Regions from separate parts of the Sus scrofa genome. Here region 1 is linked to region 2. The links are chromatin contacts, called in public HiChIP or PLAC-seq maps. All regions are on one chromosome and are shown on one strand. Each heading gives the region's core, a stretch centred on a gene start, on an enhancer-like site or on the middle of the called end of the contact. The rest is flanking DNA. Distances are from core to core; before and after follow the strand shown. Region 1 holds the start of GTF3C3 (general transcription factor 3C polypeptide 3). Region 2 holds the start of CCDC150 (coiled-coil domain-containing protein 150).

The links. HiChIP or PLAC-seq counts read pairs in DNA pulled down with a chosen protein or histone mark.
Region 1: a contact with region 2 is called in an H3K27ac HiChIP or PLAC-seq map of alveolar macrophages. The contact joins the promoter of GTF3C3 here to the promoter of CCDC150 in region 2. A contact is called at or near these places in 1 of 47 Hi-C or Micro-C datasets (heart right ventricle) and 1 of 2 datasets of contacts at active chromatin or transcription factors (alveolar macrophages).

The regions. Positions count from the first base shown.
Region 1 is chr15:100,699,001-100,704,120 of Sscrofa11.1, reverse strand. It overlaps GTF3C3 (general transcription factor 3C polypeptide 3), which reads left to right and starts at 2,416. Exons shown (of 18, transcript XM_013982275.2): 1 at 2,416-2,626; 2 at 3,604-3,715. The coding sequence starts at 2,525.
Region 2 is chr15:100,535,990-100,541,784 of Sscrofa11.1, reverse strand. CCDC150 (coiled-coil domain-containing protein 150) reads right to left here and starts at 2,392. Exons shown (of 27, transcript XM_021074909.1): 1 at 2,179-2,392. The coding sequence starts at 2,190.

The sequences.
Region 1 (5,120 bases), core at 1,167-3,666, 160 kb before region 2:
TTCTATTGTAATTCGTTGTGTGTTTTCTCTGAGGGTTATGAGATATTTGTGAACCAAGATCATATCTAAGCCATTTTTATTTCTCCATCACCTAGTACAGTGCCTTGCATGTAGTGAGCACTCAGTAAATACTTGTGGAAGTAAATGTGTACTGTTTTGCCATTAGTCTCCCTCAAAGCATCACACCCCATGTCGGCTTCTCTTTTTGACAAAGGGAGAAGAGAGAGTCATGACCTTCCTGTGTACTCGTCATGCTCATCATGGTAAAAAAAAAAAAAAATCATTATTCTGCTTTCTTTGGACATTCCATTTTGATTCTCAAAAATCCGGTCCAAAAGTCTGGAAAAGTTTCTTCTTTCTGTTTTCATTACTGCTCTAACAATTCCACTTCATCTCAAAGTATGCCTCTGACTCACCAGGGGACATTATCACTTAGAAGTGGAGAAAAGAAAAACAGAAAGATTACGATTTCAAGACATATTGCTACATTCTGACCTGTAAACCAACAGTCATCTGTCATGTCATCAAGTGTTCCAAGAAGAAAACCTGTCCTTCCACCCCTTGCTCCCTGTTCCAGTTCTCCACAACATGAATCTAAGTTGTTATTTCCATATTCTAGGCAGAGCCTTCTCTTTACCTGTGACCATTTGCCTCCCTTTGCTTTCATTCTTTTACCCTAGGAGAGTTAGGACTAGACTTTTTTTTTTTTTTTTTTTTTTTTTTTTTTGCTTTTCATGGCTGTACTTGCAGCACATGGAAGTTCCCAGGCTAGGGTCGAATTTGAGCTGCAGCTGCTGCCCTGTGCCAGAGCCACAGCAGTGCCAGATCCAAGCTGTGTCAGCAACTTACACCACAGCTCACGGGAACACCAGATCCTTAACCCACTGAGGGAGACCAGGGATCGAACCCGCATCCTCATGATACTAGTCAGGTCTGTAAACTGCTGAGCCATAACGGGAGCTCTTGACTTCCTCACAAGTGCAATCCTCTGACTCCCTGGAGAAATTCAGGGGGGAACTGGCTTATAAATAATTTCTCTGGATTACCTTAACCCAACCCACCCCACTAGCCTCCCATATTTTATACCCAGATTGGGCCCTGGTGATCATTTATTACGAGAAAGAAATGCCTTCTAGCTGTGAGATATTTTTCTCTCACCTGGAAGTCCCCCTCTTGCAGGTCCTGGGCCCTCATCTGCCATCTTACAGTTGCTTTTCCTTGTCTGGATTGTCATAAAGAGTCACCAATGGCCAAGCCAGGTAATTGGTTCCTTGTAATTTGTCCCTAATCTCAGCTTCATACTGAGCTGCATTTCATACCTCTACTCCCTTGTCCGTTCCCAAGGCACTTTCACTGCCATCCAATTAAATTCATAAATGTGTTTGGAGCACAGATTACTAGGCTACAGAGAGTTCACAAAGATGTGCCAGGTAGTATTTTTCTTCAGATGTTGACAGCTAGTGTCTTTAGAAGAGGATGGCAGAGAAATAGTTATAATACAAGGTAAAAGATATAAACCATATAAAAATATAAACCAAAATATAAATAGGAATGAAGAATAGTTCTATTGAGGAGAGGCAGTATATCATATTAATTCCAAATATGGGATTTGGAGTCAGATAGATCAGGGTTCAAATCCTGGCTTTACAACATATTAGATATAGGACACTGGCATTAGGAATAACAACAACAACAAAAATACAATCCATTTTTAAGGATTATTTTGATATATGAATGTAATAAGCGTAAGACTGTACGTGGCCTATACAGTAAATTGGCAACAGTGTGCGCTAATCATAGCCAACATTTGATTATCTCTAAAAGTTTAAGAAAAGAAGAAAATTTGGGTGGGAGTTAGAGGTGGGACACAAAGTCCAGATAAACTTATTTACAGACTGAGAAGGAGCCTGGGGAAGGAGAAAGTTTGAGGATTTGTAGAAGACGGGAAAACTGATGGTGCCATCCGTTGGAGAAGATGAGACTTAGAGCATCGTTTGAGGGAAGACTAGCTTTATGTGGCAGGGCAGAATCAGCAAGTGAAACATGCACGTGTTAGAGCAAATGGTTAAATTAAGAAAAAAAATCACTACAGTAAAGATCAAATTAATTTAAAGAAAAACATTCAAAAAAGAAATGAATTGAGAGAATTTTAAAGGAGAATTGAGCGAAATGATGAAGACGTAGGAAAATTTCCTTAAAGCGCATTTTATTTCCAACTCCTTAATAAGGTTCAGCGCGAGGACCGAGGCCAGCTGCATAGGCAGCCCAAGCGCCGAGAGGGTCCTGCCCCAGCCCTGGTCCCGCCCACGCCCACGCCCCGCTCACGCCCATTTCGCCAGGACGAAGGCGTGGCCAGATGTTCCGCGGAACTCGAGTGCGGCGGCTGCGGCGCAGGCCGGACAGGTTTCCTGGGAGAACAGCGGGTCCGTTTTTTCAGCGCCCCGGCCCGGGATAGAGTCTGTAGGCTTAGCCCTTCCGTTTCTCCGTCTCGGTTCCTGGAACTGCGTATCAGAACCCCGCAGACATGTCGGGGTTCAGCCCGGAGCTCATCGACTATCTGGAAGGGAAGATCTCTTTTGAGGAATTTGAAAGGCGGAGAGAAGAGAGAAAAACCCGCGAAAAGAAAGTGAGGAGATGATAGGCCAGAATGCTGTCTACTGTCTTGTCGCCCTAATACACTTAAGAGATATGGGGACCCAGTAACCCCATTCGCTCTAACGGGGCGGGTCCGGTACTTAACAGCAGTTTCTTCCCCTGATTAGCGAAACTAGTTCTCACCTCGTCCCTGTGCTGAGCTCCCCCTTAAAACATTTCGCCCACCGAAAAGACTTTGGCTCGGTGGTAACCATTTCTCTTTTTTTCTATCACCAAATAGTGCGATTTCTCATTAGGTTAAATGAGGGGCATGGGGAGTAGAATTTGGAGTCAGTATCTTGTTCTCTTCCTAGTTTTGCCACTGTGTTTTTGTGTCTTTGGATACCTCTCTTCTTGAGGCCTCAGTTTCTTTATTTCTTGATGGAGAGGTTGGAGGTCCCGTTTTTGAGGAGTCTACTAGTGGTGTGACGTAATCTTTCACAGAAAAAAGGGAATTTTCTTGTCTTATAACGAAATCTTCACTGGTGCATTTTTTTTTTATATTTATGAAGAAATATCTGAACATTCCATGTCTTCTCACTTAACCTTAAGTCCCAGGGAAAATATTTATGAAGATCTGAACATTCCATGTCTTCTCACTTAACCTTAAGTCCCAGGGAAAACCTTAAGTCTCAAATTGGCACCTTTTGAGATTAGCTGTCGGATTCTTTCCTAAATTATGCAGCTATTAAGTGCCCCATCTTTTTGATTTAAAAAGCAAGGATACAGTGTGTAGATTAATGAAATCACCGTTTTTAAAATTACTTTTTACAAATGACCGATTCAGCCTGAAGGGTGAGACCTAAATATTCTGAAATGCTTTGACAGCATTCAAATTTAGATTCCACATCCCTTATATGTCTTCAGAGCTCAAGTTCTATAGAAATAGAAAATGAGGCAGATGCTCTGTTCTCAACTGGAAGGAGCTAAATGTGCATTTGTTTTTGAATCATTAATTTTCAACCACAGAGTCTTCAGGAAAAAGGAAAGTCATCAGTTGAAGAAAATCCAAATGACTCTGAAGTTCCATCATCATCTGGAATTGACTTTACCAAATCTCAGGACAAAGATGTCAATGAAGGTATGTTAAGATCACTTGGTATCTTCATTAGATGTTTAAGATACCTAATGATTTAGTGGAAACATTATTATTATTTTTTTTTATGGAGTGGTATTCTGTTGTTGATGACCTGGTTTACCTGGAGTGTAGTGCTTGATGTATAATAGGTGCCTAATAAACATTTCCTGAGTTATTGAATATGATAATGGTTCATTTAATGGGTTATATTTATGGAGTTTTTTTCCTTTTTTCTTTTCTCTTTCTTTTTTTGCTTTTTAGGCCCGCACCCACGGCATATGGAAGTTCCCAGGCTAGGGGTAGAATTGGAGCTGTAGCTGCTGGCCTACACCAGAGCCACAGCAACTCAGGATCTGAGCTGCGTCTGCGACCTACACCACACAGCTCACACAATGCTGGATCCTGGACCCACTGATCGAGGCCAGGGGTGGAATACACATCCCGCATCCTCCTGGATGCTATTTGGATTTGTTTCTCCTGAACCGCAAGGGGAAATCTCTGTGGAGTTTTTCAAATTGACATCGGTGTCTGGGAGAATTTTAGAATTTTTTTTTTTTTTTGATTTGGCTGCCCTGCAGCATATGGAGTTCCCAGACAAGTAATCCGATACCAGCTGCAGCTGCAGCAACACCGGATCCTTATCTCACTGGCCAGGTCGGGGATTTAACCTTCGTCTCAGTGTTCCAAAGATGCCATTGATCACTTTGTGCCACAACAGGAACTCCTAGAATCATTATTTTTAAAACTGACCCTCTCAGTCAAGTTACTAATTCTTCCAGACTATACTCCCTCAAAACGTAATGAATCATTCTTCTCCACAAAGTGGCTTCCAAACCACTTCTTTAATTACGGGAGAAAAGATAGAAATGTCAGCGTGGAAGGCTAATTGGCTGTCCACGTGGGACCTCACACACAGTATAGGTATCTTGTTATGCTGTTTTATCCCAGGATCTAGTGCTCAGCTCTGCATGACCAAATTTTTTTTTTTTGTCTTTTTACCTTTTCTTGGGCCACTCCCTCGGCTTATGGAGTTTTCCAGGCTAGGGGTCGAATCGGAGCTATAGCCGCCAGCCTGCACCAGAGCCACAGCAACGCAGGATCTGAGCCGAGTCTGCGACCTACACCACAGCTCACGGCAACGCTGGATCGTTAACCCACTGAGCAAGGCCAGGGATCGAATCTGCAGCCTCACGGTTCCTAGTCGGATTCGTTAACCACTGCGCCACGACGGGAACTCCCAAATAAGCCTTAACATGGAGAAAACACCCTAATAAGGTGGATAGAAAACAAACAAGCGTTATTCCTGCTTCCTTGGACCAAGTGGGAAAGAAAGGGCAAAGAGGAGAGTAAATTGGGTTTGTAGTTTCTTACCTTGCCAGTCACGTGAGGGGGAAAATGGGATTGAAGT
Region 2 (5,795 bases), core at 1,143-3,642:
TGGAACCATAAGGTTGCGGGTTCAATCCCTGGCCTTGCTCAGTGGGTTAAGGATCACCATTGCCATGAGCTGTGGTGTAGATCACAGACATGGCTCAGATCTGGAGTTGCTGTGGCTGTGACAAGGCCGGAGGCTGTAGCTCCGATTAGACCCCTAGCCTGGGAAGCTCCATATGCTGTGGGTGTGGCCCTAAAAAGACAAAATAATAATAATAATAATAATAATACAACAATTGGTCAGTAATAGTGTCTTAATTCACACATATGTCCAACAAACATTTCTTGAATGTCTACCACGAGCCAGATACTGTTACAGGCACCAGGCAATACAGCAGTAAACAAGAGGCAAAACTCCTTGCCCTCACAGAGCTTATATTCCAGTTGAGAATATAAACATTAAATAAAATAGCTTCATTTGTGATAAGTGCAATGGAGAAGAAAAAGTGGAAAAAGCATGGGACAGGGGCTGTGGTGTAGGCTTCCATTTTTGAGTGGTCAAATAAAGGCTCACTGAGGAGTTTCCAATGTGGCTCAGTGGGTTAAGAACCTGACATAGTGTCCATGAGGATGCAGGTTCGATCCCTGGCCTTGCTCAGTGGGTTAAGGATCCAGCATTGAGGATCCGGTGTTGCTGCTTGGATCCAGCATTGCCGTAGCTGTGGCATAGGCCAGCAGCTGCAGCTATGGTTCAACCCCTAGCCCAGGAACTTCCATATGTGGCAAGTGTGGCAAGAGAAGGGAGGAAGGAAGGAAAAGAAAGGAAGGAATGAAAAGGAAGGAAGGAAGAAGGAAGGAAGGCTTGCTGAGAGATGATACTGAGACAAAGACCTGTGAAGAAAGTATGGAAATGAGATGTGGGTATTGGGGGGGGAGAAAGGAAGGTCCAGAAAGTGTGAAAAGAGAGTGCAAGTTCTAAGAATGCCTGGTGGGTCAGCTTGACTCTAGAGGAAAAAGTGAAGGAGAGAACAGTGGAGATGAGGTCGGAGGGTAGTAATAGGACCAGGTTATAAAGGTTTGCCTTCACCCTCAGTGACTCTCAGTGGCATTGGAGGGTTGAGAGCCAAGGAATGCTGTGATCTAACTCAGTTTTCACTCGGATCACTCTGGCTAGAGAGTAGCCAGACCAAGATGGTAAAAAGACAACAGGAGAAATAGGAAGACGAGTTGGAAAGCTACTATAATAATCCAGGTGAGATGCTGCTGGATAGGACCAAGGTGATATCAAAGAGCAGTTAAGAAGTAGTCAGGTTCCAGGCATATTTTAAAGATACAGCTGATAGATCAGATGAGAAAGTAAGCATTGGAAGGATGGTGTTACCATTCATTGAGACACTTGGAAGCCTGTCAGGAAAAACGAGTTTCAGGTGGAAAGATCAAGAGTGGTTTTGGAAATGTTAAATTTAAAAAAGGAAAGATGCCCAACACATGACTCAACTTGTAGATGTGGAGTCATGGGAGAAAGGTGGACTGGAGATATAATTTCTGAAGTTATCTATATATCTATATATGGCTTTTTAAAGCTATGGAGACTGGATAACAGAGAAGTTTCAAGAGCCTAGTCCTGGTACTCCAAGATTAACAAATCAGGAAACAAGAGGAGTGTGTGAGTGTTCATGCCACACTAACCCGAACCCGGTAGGGTCAGATTCTTAATCATTTTCTATCTTCAGAGCTCACACAGTATGAGACATTGTGGGTGGTGGCAAACAAACAAGGGGAAGTTCAACAAAAATTTAGCGTTGTCCAGTATAATTGCTAGGAGCTGGGGAAACAGCAATGAACGAATGTAAGTTCCTAACACCTGCGTTCTAACAGGCAGGCCAGGGAGGAAAACTGATGGCAAAAATAAAAAAACATTAACGTCGAAATGGCATTTCCAGGAATCTGTAACTTCCAACCCAAAATATAAATAAAGAAAAGTCAGACTGGGGCTTATCTGAAGGCCCTCTCTGGTGGCTATCCTTGCCTGTGCTGGGGCCTAGCCAGTGCAAACTCGCTCCTAAACGGTTTTCACCGGTTTCCACAGCAGAAGCACCACAAATCAGGGTTCTGAGGGCCAGGGGTCGAGACTAAATCTCGGCAGCGAGGGGAGAGGGCGGAGGCAGAGATGACGGGGATTCATCTGAGTCGCTGACTCTCCCCCGCGGACCCTACACCTTCCAGGGCCGAGCAGACTCACCGCACAGTCCATGTGTCTGCCTGTAGCTAGGTCTGGCAGCAGGTGGGCTGGTTTCCATGGAACTAAGATAGCGCTTTAAACCAACCCGCTCCCCGGCTCGGTAGCTCCCGTACGCAGGCGCGCCCGGTAGGGCATGCCGGGAATCGCAGTCTTCCCGGCCATGGAGGGCCCTCCGCCCGGGGCGGGACCCAGGCCGGAATCCGGCGGCGCGCACGGAACGCGCGGCCCCGTGACCCGGATGACGACAGGGCTCCATTGTGCTCCGGCGCGGGACATGCCGGGATAGGTAGTTTCCTCCCTCTGACCTCCCGGGGGCCCTACGGAGTCCGCTTTGCAGAGTTGGTCCTCGTCTTGGTGAAGGTGCGGCGTTTGGGTTTTTCGACATACACATACCGTGCAGCAGGCCCGAGGCCAAGATTAGAAAATGTTTTTAGTTCTAGAAGGACGAGAGTATCAAGTCACCTGTGAACGATAGGAAAATAAGATTTTGTTAATGAACATTAAAAAATGGTAAAAATACCAAGCGCTAACGTTCTCGTTAAAGAAAAAACCAAGCCCCTCTTCATCCTCGTTCATGATGGCCAGACCGAGAGTAAAACACGTGGAATCGGCTCTCTTGTCTTTTGTCTCTTCAGCATAATTAATTTCTGGCCTGGTCTACAGGTAAGTGAGTAGGTATTTCTAAATTTGATTGTAAGTGGCTAAGAAACGAGAGAGAGCACTGGAAATAAAACTGCAGTCGTTTCTGAGTTGTTTATTCAAACAGTGAGAATTCACACTGAAGTCCGCCAGTGAAAAGGCAGCACGGCTTTGCTTAAGGTAGCTGGTCAGAACACCTTTTACCAGCACCAGGACAATTAATGCAGTCTTCTCATCTCTGGGATTGCAGCTGAGAATTAACTTTAGCCCTCAAATGAGTGCAGTCAGATCCGAAATGAGGCCTCATTTGCTTAGCAAGTGGCTGGCTGAATTGATCTGGCTATTCTTACTCTTCTGAAAGCTAAACCTTAACGTGAGATGGATCGAATGTCCATCAAAGCACAGCTGTAAGACATATTCATCAAACTGTTAGCCCATCCGGTGAAAGAGAAATGAGCACCGCATACATTATTCAGGTGAAGGGGTCAAATAAAGCTCTTAATATGAAAAGTGGGAGAGTGTTTTAGAGCATCAATGTAAAGAACCAATTACTCGTACATTTTCTCTTGCAGTGACCTCTGATTTATGAGTAGAGATGAGGGATATGTATATGAATTCCATAGATAATCTGGGCACTTTAGTGTAATGAGAGTTTTCACCTTCTCCTTGAATTTCCATATTAAGCAGCGGTCAGGGAGACAACTGATTAAATCTAGTGTTTTTAATTTATTTTCCTCCATCTACCATCTGGCAAACCATATAAGAACTTAAGTCAAGCAATTACCATGTTGGAGAAAAAAACTGAAGTCATCAATAAACTAATTCATCTGCTGGAGAACCAGCTTCTGGACATCTGAGAATTCATTATATTAAAAGTCTTTTTATTCTAAGTGTCTGTACATATTGATTTTTTTTTCTGATTTCCCTCTTAAATTTCAATTGATAATTTTCATACTTGTTGACCCCCATTCAAAAATCAGCAGGATTTTTTGAATGAAATTTTTAGCCATGGAAATACAAGGGATTCCAAGAGGACCACATTCTCTCTCATCACAATACTGTAATAGTCTCCTAACTGGTTTTCCAGTCACCCTTCCCAAAGCATCCTTTATATAGCTACTAAAATGATCTTTTGAGAAGGTAAATCTGATCATTTAGTCCCTTGCTAAAAACATTTAATAGTTCCCCACTGAACTCATACTTATCCATTGACCAGGCTCAAACTGCTAATGGCTTCAGTTTGATCTACCAGCCTAGTCTGCACCTGGTACCCCAAGGGTTACCAAGTCTACTGGCATGTCTTTGTCCTTGCAGGCTCTAAGCCCTCTGCCAGGCATGTCCTCCCTCTTTTCAGTCTGGTGAACTCAAGGGAAATATAACTTCTTTTGTAAAGCCATTCTGTTCCCTCCTAAAGTATTGATTGCACAGCGTTATGATTGTCAGTCTGTCTTAATTCCCCCTGATTAGGCTGTAAGCTACTTGAGGACAGGACTTTTTTCTCTTTTGATTTAAAAAAATTTCAACAGCAGAAACAATGCCTAGCAGACAGTAGAGTCTTGGTAAATCCTTGTCTAGTGAGCGAATTAATGAATAAATTTTGAATGCTTCTACAGACAAAGGCTATGTCTCACTTTCCTGACTATTTATATATTCTGTTTGTAGGCCAGGAAAAGGCATCTGCTTTCTTCCAGAACTGACAATGATTTGACATTGCAATTACACAGATGATAGCAAAGTAACCTACAACCACTTCCCCTTGGAGATGGAATTGTATTCTGCAGATAAAGAAATGCAAACACACAAAATATCAGAGTTTTCATATATCGTTGGTACAGTGACGGAATGAGAATGGCAAATTCACTAACTGGTTCCTCACCTTATATGGACAGTTTTGGCTCTTGGCATAGCAATTAAAATTTGGAGGAGTCTGACTTTTTAAAGAGCTGGAAAATCAGCCCAGAGCTAAAAAGATAAATTGTAAGCTGAATCAGTCTAGGGCAAAAACACTGCTTATAAGATCTCATCACTTAGCTTTACCAACTAAATTTTGTGGTCAAATAGACTTTCACATTGTTCTGTTGATCAAGCTTAAGAAAAAGGTCAGGGTTATGGCAATGTTTCTGCAGCTCTGTTTTGCATTTCCTAAGATTAGAGTACTCTTTTGGTCTTAATAGGATAACACATAATCAGCAAAAGGAAGGAACATGGGTATACTTCAAGTTGTCTTAGATCAGCTGCCAGATATTTGTGAAATCTTTTGGTTGAATAATAGTAACAGTATTATCTATTGAATCATCTATTAAATTGGATGTTTTATATACACTCATCCCTTCCCCTCGCAGGGGATTGTTCCCAGGACTCCCCACCCCACAGGATACCAAAATCCAAGTCTATATAAAATTGTGTAGTATTTGCACATAAACTATGCACATCTTTCCTAGCTTACTTACAATACCTAAAACAATGTAAATGTTATCGTAAAGAGCTACCCATTGCAGCAAATTCAAGTTTTACTTTTTGGGAATTACTGGAATTTTTTTTTTCCGAATATTTTCCATCTAAGTTTGGTCAAATCTGTGGATGTGGAACCCATGGGTATGGAGAGCCAATTGTATGTTGTGTCACACGATCCTGGCTGTAACTTTAAGATGTAGTAGTTATATTCCCATTTTACCGATGTGGCAACTGAGATTGGAAGACGTTAAGGCCGACTTGCTTAGGGCTATACAGCTAGTAAGTGACAGAATGGTTACTTGGATTTGGGTCCGGCTGGCTGGCTTCAAAGCCCATGCTTTTCAGTTTGATTCCATCCTCCCCATTCTCCACTCCATTCTGACAATAGTAGGTCAGTCAGAAATTTCAGCATCTAACTATAAGATGAGAAATACATGCGTTAACTCCATACAATGGAATACCATAGGTTTATAAAAGAAAATGAGGAAATGCAAGTGGCGGTATGTGAGTATTTATGCCATTTT